Regions from separate parts of the Zea mays genome. Here region 1 is linked to region 2. Evidence: chromatin contacts called from public Hi-C data. All regions are on one chromosome and are shown on one strand. Each heading gives the region's core, a stretch centred on a gene start, on an enhancer-like site or on the middle of the called end of the contact. The rest is flanking DNA. Distances are from core to core; before and after follow the strand shown. Region 1 holds the start of LOC103649927 (chaperone protein dnaJ 20, chloroplastic). Region 2 holds the start of LOC103649923 (DNA excision repair protein CSB).

What was found. A called contact is a pair of places that touch in the nucleus more often than the background predicts.
Region 1: a Hi-C map of leaf shows a contact between it and region 2, with 7 times the contacts expected there. The contact joins the promoter of LOC103649927 here to the promoter of LOC103649923 in region 2. A contact is called at or near these places in 4 of 25 Hi-C or Micro-C datasets (bundle sheath, endosperm, leaf and 1 more).

Annotation. Positions count from the first base shown.
Region 1 is chr3:32,889,535-32,895,018 of Zm-B73-REFERENCE-NAM-5.0, forward strand. It overlaps LOC103649927 (chaperone protein dnaJ 20, chloroplastic), which reads right to left and starts at 4,045. Exons shown (of 2, transcript XM_008675612.2): 1 at 3,475-4,045; 2 at 1,262-1,862. The coding sequence starts at 3,948. The coding sequence ends at 1,716.
Region 2 is chr3:32,347,766-32,352,946 of Zm-B73-REFERENCE-NAM-5.0, forward strand. LOC103649923 (DNA excision repair protein CSB) reads right to left here and starts at 1,746. Exons shown (of 7, transcript XM_008675604.3): 1 at 1,387-1,746; 2 at 1,095-1,287; 3 at 484-1,017; 4 at 1-388. The coding sequence starts at 1,187.

The DNA.
Region 1 (5,484 bases), core at 2,795-5,294, 540 kb after region 2:
CGGTAAGCTTTGATATTATTACCGGTTGAAGCCACTAACTAGTACTAAATCTCCTAGCAGTTAAAATCATTACTGGAACTGTTAAGATGGTTCCTTCCTTCAATCTGACTTAGTACCGATTCTTAGAAAACTGGTACTAAAATTTATAGGTGCTTCCTATTGTGCTGCTTCGGTTGCGGTGGGCTTGATCGTAGCGGGCCAGGAGCCGGGAGGCCCGTATCCCCACACGCGTCCACGGTCAGTAACGGCCCATCTAATCCACATAGCAGGCCAGCAACCGCTCTGGCAGATCCAACAAACCGAGTATCTCAAATCCAACTCGTCATGTTACTTTTAATTTTATGGCCAGTTGATTGTACCATGGTCGCACAAAGCCAAATTTGACTGGTAAGTTGATTAGATCATTGTCTTGTCTACAAATCCACTGAAAGCTGGACAGGGGCGGAACGTGATTGCCATATTAATATTACAAAATGGGGTAGAGCATGATTGTTACTTATATCAGGTCACCGGTGAGAGTATACGACTTCACTCTGGCGTCTGGCCGGGTCACTGCAGTGAACAATTATTGAGTGGAGAAAAGAGTGGCGGCTGAGAAGTGAGAACACACAAGACAAACCAGCAGCTTCCCAAGCATGGACAAAACCTGCGTTTCTCTGTCCGGATAGAGACGCCGCGCAGTCGCGCACCACCGTAGCAGCCATCGTTACCGATCTTTCCAGGTCAGGAAAACCGAGAGACATCGTCATAAGTACACCGCCATCACCTGACACTACACTACATAATCACAACTTCCACCAATTCTATCGTCACCGCCACTCCACACACGTAGCGAGCAGGAACAGCAGCGCAGCTCCCTGTCCACAACTTTCACCGTCTATCTCTAGCTAGCTCATAATCATCACAATAAATTCCTAGGCGACAGTGACAGGAAAAATACCATGCTAAATTGCTAACGCTATATGGTGGAGCATGCTAGTCGCAGAAACTTCGGAAAACAGAGGGGAAAAAAAGCAATAACGTGTTGATTTTTTTCTCTAAGGCTGTCTCCAACAACTTACTTATCTTATCGTCATCTCTCATTTCAAGCTTACACTCTATAAGCAGTGCACTCTATTTTGCACGGCCATTTGTATGGCCATAGCCTAAGCAAAGGTCATGCTCCTAAAGATATGAATAATTGCCTCTCCCGCATAAGCCCACAACCTCAATATTGATGCTTGAGAAAGGAAAACAAAACAAAAGAAGGAAACACCCTGAATATTGGAAGAACAACTGGCTTGCTCCTTCGTTATTGATGCTTGTAGTATTTACATTTACACTGGACCTGCCACAGATGTAACAGGAGTCTCAAGGAGTAACATAGTTGAGTCGTTTACATACAGCCAGCCAGGCCCAGGTGGCCAGGCAGGAACTCAACTATTATGTAGCCAGGGCCAAGGGTGTTGGTCTGCAGCCAGCAGCCACCACACTCCATCCAGGTGCTGCTGTTCCTCCTCAATCCTGGCCAGATGCCACCGCTACAGCTACTACTGCTACACGTCCAATTCTCGTAACAGGTCTGTCTCTGAAGGTTTCCATCTGGACATCTTTAGATCCACGCCTTAAAAACCTTGCAGACCAAATTGTACCCACCAGAAAAATATATTCCGTTTCGCTTCGCTCCACATGCTACGTACGAGTACAGCTGCATTTGGAAGGCTCGCTTGTCGCAGCTACTCCGCTGCTGACGCCTCGGCCCTTCTCCGCATGCGAGCGCCCCACGACAGGTTCTCTTCTGAATCCTTCGCCACGCTCCTCCTCTTCAGCTCGGCGATCTGGTCCTCCCAGGACCTTCTCCACCCAGATCCCTCTTCCTGTTCCTGTGGCCCACATGGATAACAGATCTGTGAGGAAGATTACTTCTCAGATAATCTTACGCATGACATGCATGAAAACGACTCCCCCACGCTCTTCTGCAAGTTGCTATTTCACTCGTTATCCGTGACCTATTTTTGTGAAGCTCTTCGACCACAGAAAATTCCTAGCCGTTCCCTATTCGCAAGTACATCACATCAACGCGAAACTTATATCCATTGATTTATCGTATGTCACGAAACGAAACGGTAAATTTCAGCCGCTCCTGGCTCGAATCTAAATTTTTTTGTATGTATTAGTAAGTTCATCAATCTTCAAAGCACTGTAAAGTTAAAAGGCAGCTTTGAACACCCAATATCCACAGCTGAGTCACAAACCATAAGAGATCTTCGTAAAAATCCAAAACAACAAAAAAAAACGAGAGACCTATGCTGATGGCTCCCACAAGAATGGAGTCGGGAGACGGAATAAGCGAGGCAAGCCTTATCCCTGTATTTTTTCGAAAGCCATGCTTCGGCGAACACATTAATTAGAGCATCTCAAAGAGTCATTCTAAAACCAACTCTCTAAATCATCATTTGGAGTGTCATTTGCATATAAATCATTTTCTATATCTTTCCACTCTCCAACAGTTTTTCTATATATCATGTGCACTCTAGAGTCATTCTTGTTCTATCTTTGACTAGTGAGAAATCCAAAATAAAAGATGGCTATATTTGGATAACCAGATAAACAAGCTGTCGGAGGACATTATTCATCAAAATCTCCAATCCCTAGAAAGATGTGTAAAGTCTCTTGGAGTTGCTTGGGGGGGGGGGGGGGGGGGGGGGGGGGGGTGGGCATCCAGATCCACTGTTGTCACCAACAAAGAAGACTACATGGGAGAACACCAGAAGGGCGCGGGCAAGGATGGAGGACAGAAGGAGCTGCAAGGACATTGTTCTGGGCCGTCGTGTGTCCAAGCCCAGTGGGCGATACCCGTCGGACATATGGTCCGTGTAAGGAGAGAGCAAGGGAGATATTTAGACTATGGTTATCTCTGTGAACGTCAAGAAATAAGAAATACAGAAACCCTCCTATCTTCTTCCTTCCCGAGCTGTTCTCTCATCTCCTCCGTAGCCGTCGTAGTTGGTCGTTAACAACTGTTTTGTAAAGGTTGCAGTTCACTCATGATGCATATGTTTGAACTCCTATCAAGGACTGTAGCTGAAACAACTAGATTTCTTCAAATGACAGATTAAGTACTTAAAGGAGCCAGATCGTACAGCCCAGAAGAACTGATGGATCCCCTCAGTTACAGATCAATGATCTGAAGTCTGCAAACGCCCTCTTGCCTCCATTAGAATACCAACAAATTCCAGACTGGGACACTAAGTTCAGCAAATTCGCTTCACGTATAATTAGGAAGAATTTAGCACATGTTTTTCCATTGACAATCTATAAACAATAGAAGTTAAAGATCACAGCATGAACCCAACAACCAATCGTAATCCTGACTAGAAGATTGCACCTCTACCAATCGGATTGGAACCAAACACAACGCAATGCAACCAAGCGCCAACGCCATGAAAAGCACCAAGTACCCAAGTAACAAGTGAGGAGAGCAGTGATCCAAACCTGGTAATGGTAGTAGGCGTGGTGGGATTGGGAACGGCGCCCGGAGAAGGCGAGGCGGCAGACGCCGCGGGCGAGTGCACGGTCGTAGCTGGCGCGGCGGCTTGGGTCGGAGAGCGTCTCGTAGGCCTCCTGCACCTCGATGAAGCGGCGCGTGTTCTCGGCCGCGGCGCCCGGAGGGGACACGTCTGGGTGGTACTTTAGCGCCAGCCGCCTGTAGGACGCCCGAACATCATCGGGGCTCCCATCCGCTGAGATCCCGAGCAGGTCGTAGAACGTCCGCGGTGCTGTCTGCTCCTGCTCCTCCGTGCGCACGCCGCCGCCGTCCTCACGCCGGACGCCCCGCGCGCGCAGGCGGAGGCGCAGGCGCAGCGCTTCCGGCTGTGGCGTGTTCCACGGGCGCCGGAACGCGATGCGGCCCGCGGCGGGGACGGCGGCGGCGGAGGAAGTGGGGGGAGTGGCGGCGAGGTGGGGCATGTGGTTTTCTTGCTGGGCTTCGCTTGCTGGTTTGGTTTCTCAGTGCGGTTTGCTTTCCGCAGATCTTAAGCGCCAACCGCCAATAAATATTATATATATAATACTGTTCTAAATTAATTTTGCTTTAAAAAATAATGGATTCATATACACGTGTCTAGATTTTGGCTCCATCCCCGATATAGTTATCCATTATTAAAAAAGAATGTGTTTAGATTTATTATCATTTATTTAAATATGAACATAAAAATTAAGAGTTAAAACGGGTACTCTCTATCCTAATATGCTATTTGGTTTAGGCTTTTGTTTTTGTTCATATTCAAACGGATGAAATTGAATATAGACACCTAGTGTTTATATAATATTATATAAATCTATTAAAATCCTAACACAAACTAATCAGCGACAAATAAAAAAACAGAGAAAGTATCTATTAACACTATAAAACAAATACTATTTTAAGACAAAATAAGTACTATTTTTGAACATAGGGCCTATATAGTAAGTTCAATTTTGTACGAAACAGACGTGGTACCACAACAGCAGCGTAGACCATGTAAAAGATACGACGATATTTTCTGATCAAATCTTGTCGCGTGAAAATTATTGTTTCACATGGTGTAAGCGTAGTATTCATATTCATGTAAAACTAGGTGAGTGCCCGTGCGTTGCAACGGAAATATATAATACTACAATAACTTATGTACAACTGTTTTAACGAGAATATATAATATTACGATAATCTCTACTACTCTACAAGACTCTAACGTAGACCATCTGTGCACCGTAATTCTGCCTCCCTCCTTCTCGCCCCCTCACACAAGCCTCACTGCCTCCGAAATGTCGCCCACGCCTCGGCCGCCACACGCAGCCCCGAAACCTCGTCGTCTCCCCGGTCCTCGGCGTCCCCGGTCCTCGGCGTCCAGACATAGAATTGAAAAAACATGAAACAGTTACCCCGAGAAACATTAGGCACTCATCAGCTCCTTCATGTGCATGAGAGTTAGTTGTCTCGTCCACATTTACCTTTTCAAGCTTTGATCAAAGATTTAATGCCAATAATTAACTCTACTTTCTGCGGGTGATACCAGATACAAACATGCATCAATTAATAATTAATAAAAAAAGAATAAGGAAGAGTTAGTTGTCTCGTCCACATTTACCTCTGGAGCTTCTTCATGTAGAACTCGAGCTCTTTACCCTCAAGGATGTAGCTGGCCAATAAAAGGAAATGCCACTGTAGTTAGCCTCGAGGATGTAGCTGGACAATAAAAAGAAATGCCCAGCAACTGCCAGGAAATTTAAGCTACTGAAGCGAGGTGAAATGGTCCAGTAGTCCTTACCCATCAGCTCGGCCACACTGCCCAGGACGAGCAGAAATGTAGGCCAACAATCTCCCACTGCCAAATTGCTCTTCAAATACAACATGCTGATCATAGAGAAGAGATTCGTTGAAAAACTAAGCCACAAAACTGCACGTGTTAAAAACAATGCATTAATAAGATATCTATCAATCAGCTATTCACCAAATACAATACT
Region 2 (5,181 bases), core at 496-2,995:
GTGATTCCTTCCTTGAATTGGCTTTTCTCCATTTCTTGTCAGGCAAAGGCCTCTTGGTCTTATTCCTTTGTCTCTTCCTTTCCCGTCCTTCTGAACTAGGAGGTACAGGGCGTTTTAGGGGTCTTCCAAGCCTTTGAAATGGAGCAGTAGGTGCGTCCAGCCTAGGTAAAGATTCTGGATCAAGCAATTTTGTTGTAGGGCGACTTTGTGCAATTTGCTGCATTGACTGAGCGACTCTAGCAATCCTGGAAGCTTCAATTGCTTCTTCAGCTTGTTCGGAGGGATCATTTTGCCTATGAGAAGGTCCAGGTAATTCAACACGCTTCTCAAAGCCCTTCAATTTGTGAAATGGTGTCAGCAAGCCCTTCCTGATTAGTTCTTCCCTTTCCTACAGCAAACATAACATAACATCAGAATTAAAAGGCAGTGAAACATGGCAAATAAGACCAAAAAAAGAAGTAAGAAACCCCAAGGATAGCTCACTGTTTCCATAAATCCTGCAGAAGCCCCATCAAGCACTGCATCGAAGTCATCGTCGTCATCATAACTCATGGTTTTCAGTCTAGGAGCTGACGTTTTCTTAGGCCCTCGAGCCGGCATTAGCGACTTCTTCTTACGCCTTGGCTCCTCTTCAACCAGCATGGCTAGCATTTTATCTTTCCTGTTGTCCGAGCCAGATGGGTAGGGGTCCGACTGCAATATCTCTTTCTGAATCTGAGCTTTAGCTTTCTTGAGGCTTTTAAGGCGCTCAGTGGCAAGAGCCTGCTGGAGCGCTCCTCCATGAGGTTCATCCTGAGAAGTGTGATTGGCTTGTTTCTGCTTCTTTTTATCTTGTCCATCAACGCTGGCGTTCTTAGCTCTTTTAATGGTGGAAGCTACGGCATCGATCTCGAGTTGCACGGAACGCAGCTTCTGGTGCAGATTGGCCTGCGCATCAAACTCAGGCGCAACACTACTCCCGCTGGGGTCATCGACGGCTGCTCCTGGCTCGTCATCGCGCTTCGGTTCAGTTTGGACCTGCACACCACATACAGGAGGGCAACTTGAGCAACTTGGTGGTGCGGGGATTACTCAAAGCTGCGAGAGGACTTTGCCTGCGAGAGGATTTTCTTCTCGATGTCCTCGATGTTGGCGGACGTGACGCCGAGGCTGTGCAGCAGGCGCTGGTCGTCGTCCTCTTCGTCCATGGCGTCTGCCGGAGACGAGAGGCACAAGGCTCTCGCGGGCGAGCGCGTAGCAAGGGGCAAAGTAGCGGCCTTGTAGCCCCAGCACCCAGGCTTTGGGGATCTGAATAGCGAGGGGGCAGAGTAGGAATCCAGTCGAATTTGTCAGATGATATGCGCCAACCAAGCGAGGGCCGACGGATGGGTGGGATGGATTACTCACCACCAGTAACCCAATCCAATCCAATCCGTGTCGGCCGGCGGATGGGGGAGGGACGCCACGGCGGGGTAACAGCAATTCAACAGAGACGGCGGAGTACCGGCGTCCTCGCGTGCTGCTTAGTAGAGGCCGCGGCGGAGGAGGCTAAGAATTCCAGATGCCTCCCTCCAGTCCGCCCGTCCCTCCCCCTCCTCCCCGGGGCGAGCGCGATAGGGTACGGGGCTTCTTCCCCGTCTCAGCCCTCTCCGATGAACAGACCCCAACAGTAGCGGGGGCGGGGGATTCGTCGTTGTACTTGTATCGGTCGTGTACAGACGCCGCGCCGCCTTTGTGTTGGGTTTGGGTGTGTGACACACCTCTCACCACGTGCTTGATCCGGTGTCCGTTTAAATTAATAACACGATCTCAAATTTATAAAATATAAATAACTCGTTTAATATTTTTATACTTTTATAAGTATTTCATCTGTTCTTTTTTTTTCATGGTTTAGTTCAAAAATAAAAGCGATAAATATTCGAGAATGTAGGTAGTTATTTGTAAGACAAATAAGTGCATATAAATATTAGGGTTTAAAATTAAATAACAAGTAGTTATTTGTAGTTAAAATTTTATAAGTTTGATTTGAATTTTGTCCAAAATGACAAATAATAGGACATAGGAGGGAATATGCGGCAAGTTTAATTACTAGTAAAAACGTTGTCGGGTACCGTAATTAGGGGTACCCCCAATGCTTCTAAACGCGGCTCGAAAACATCTTTAGAGCAAACCATACACGACTGATAAGCACGATTCAAGTCAGGACCTCGACTACCAAGGGACGCGACCTCATCCGAGCCCAGCCTCGGCCTCGGACAGTAGTCTCGGCCGGATTCACGCCTCGCCCGAGGGCCTCCTCAGGCAGTAGGCGCACCCTCGGCTCGCCCGAAGCCCAGCTTGGGCAAACTTTGTCGTACAGCGACCTCGACCGGATCGCGCTATCAACCGACCGTATCGCATGCGCATTTAATGCGGGGATCGTCTGACACCTTATCCTGACACGCGCGCCTCGGTCGGCAAGGTCGAAGTGACTGCAGTCACTTCACCCTTTCACTGACCGATGTGACAGGAAAACAACGCTATTCACCCCGTTCCGACTGCTGTGCCAACCACCAGGGTAAAGCTGAGTCACGACCTCCCCCGAGTTCAGCCTCGGGCGCAACAGGGAGCTCCGCCTCGCCCGACCCCAGGCCTCGGCCTCAGGAGAAGTCTCCGCCTCGCCCGACCTAGGCCTCGGACCGACTACGCTACAGGGGATACATCATTACCCTACCCCTAGCTAGCTGCCTCAGGCTACGAAGGAACAAGACCGGTGTCCCATCTAAGGTTACTCCGGTAACAGGTAATGATGGTTCCCCGCGTGTGCCCATGACGTCAGTTGCTCTCAACCCCCTACGGAAGCAAGGAAACGTCAGCAGGATCCATGCCGCACCGCGAGCTATGCTTCTACAGGGCTCAAGGCACTTCTCCGACAGCCACGTTAGCACACGTACAGGGCTCAAGGCGCTTCTCCGCCAGCCACGTTAGCACATAGCTACACCCCATTGTACAGCTGGGCATCTCCGTGTATCTATAAAAGGGGATGTCCAGGGCCTTCCTAAGGCACGTTGAGACGTTGAGACGTTGAGAATAAGGGGAACGCAGAGACGCGGGGCAGACGAGACAGGCAGAGACGGACGCACGCAGGGACTCTCTCTCTCTCTCGCTCTCGTCCTCGCTCTCTCGCGACGCTTGTAACCCTACTACGAGCACCCCGGTGCAAGATAATATAAGCCTCATTCCCCCGCTTGTGTTCCATCTTGCATCAACACATCTGGGCAGGGGCACGCAGCAACAAATTCACTGGTCGGTTGACGGTCCTCGCGGGTCCGAAACGCCGACAGTTGGCGCGCCGGGTAGGGGCTCGCTGCGTGTTAACAAATACTTTCCCGTTGAGTTCCAGATGGGTAGCCTTCAGTAGCCTCTTCAGCCGGGGACGGTGCTCTGCTTCGGGAGTCTCGAGTTCATGTCCCGCGACGGCAGCTACGACATGGTACTCCTCCCCTCGCAGCGTGACAGCAACGACGGTCGTCGGCTCGCTCGGCGGCGGCGAACTCAACGACGACTTCCCCCCATGGCATAAGAGGAACACCCGAGTTTGCCCCCGCCACCCTCCTCGCCGGAGGAGGAGAAGACGGGGCAACCGTGGCCAGGCAGGAGGCGGCACCTCGTCGGCTGTCGGACCAGAGCGAGTCGACAACGCCGGCACCCCTGCGGGGGACATGTCAGGTGTTGTCCTCGCACCTGAGACAACGACAGGTGTCGCTTCCCCGCAACACGCCAACCCCAAGCGGACTGATGCCGCCAGCACCCTCACGAAGGACTTGCTGGGCGTTAGCCTCGTACCTGAGATGACGGTGCATTCCGTCCCTGACGCGACTTCACCACCGTCCATCAACCAAGAGGTACCATCCGTTTTCCACCCTGTCCCTTTTAGATTCAGCTTCGATCCACCAGGCGACCCTGCTTCGGTGAGAGCTTTCGCGCAAGGGCATATCCTGACCTTCCAGGGTACCATATGTGGTCATCTTGGGACCGACTGACGGCCGTCTCAACCTCCGGACCCATGGGTTCCGAGGAAGACGACGACCCCGACTTCGGTTGGGATTTCTCCGGACTTCGTGATCCTAGTGCCATGCGAGACTTCATGTCTGCATGTGACTACTGCCTCTCCGGCTGCTCTAACGATGACCATAGCTTTGACGACGAGGGTTACGACCTAAGTCGCGAGTGTTTCCACATCGATTAGGGGGGATCACGACGAAGACAACCACCTCGGCATGCTGGAAGATCACAACCCCATGTGCCTGCGTCTCGCGTTGAGATCCCGCGGGAGCTAGCTGTGGTCCTAGTCCCTGCGGGGGGGGGTCAGGACACACAGCTCGAGCAACTCCGTGAGATGCAGGCCAAGCTCGACGAAGAAGCGGGGCGACTTGTGCAGCTCCGACAAAACATCGAGCAGGAGTGGGTAGGACGAGCACTTGCCGAAGGAGCGCGTCATCAGGCCCGGGACGTCCAGCGCCGTATCGTTGACGATGCCAGGGCAGGGCTGCCCCCGGCCTTCAGCGGGGCCGGCCAGAACCTAGCTGCAGCAGCGATGCTACTCCGAACAATGTCGGAGCCATCCACCACCGAGGGGCGGCGTATCCAGGGCGAACTCAAGAATCTCCTGGAAGATGCCGCAGTCCGATGAGCCGAGAGCTCTGCCTCCCGAAGGCAAGGGTGCCCCTCGGAGCATCGCGCAATGCCCTCCCGACGCATACGGGAGGCCTCGGTCCGCACCGAGCGCACACGGGACGGGACGGGACGCCTGTAACCCCAGACCGCCTCGGCAGCGAGCAGTGCCGCCGCGACCGTTGAGCCCGCCTCGAGGAAAGGGTGCACCGAGGCTACCACCCCAGGCACGGAGGCCGCTACGACAGTGAGGAGGATCGGAGCCCCTCGCCTGAACCGCCAGGTCCGCGAGTCTTCAGCCGGGCCATACGACGGGCGCCGTTCCCGGCCCGATTCCGAGCCCCGACCACCATCACCAAGTACTCAGGGGAGACAAGGCCGGAGTTGTGGCTTGCGGATTACCGATTGGCATGCCAGCTGGGAGGGACGGACGACGACAACCTCATCATCCGCAACCTCCCCCTTTTCCTCTCCGACGCTGCCCGGGCATGGCTGGAGCATCTACCTCCTACGCAGATCTCCGACTGGGACGACCTGGTCAAGGCCTTC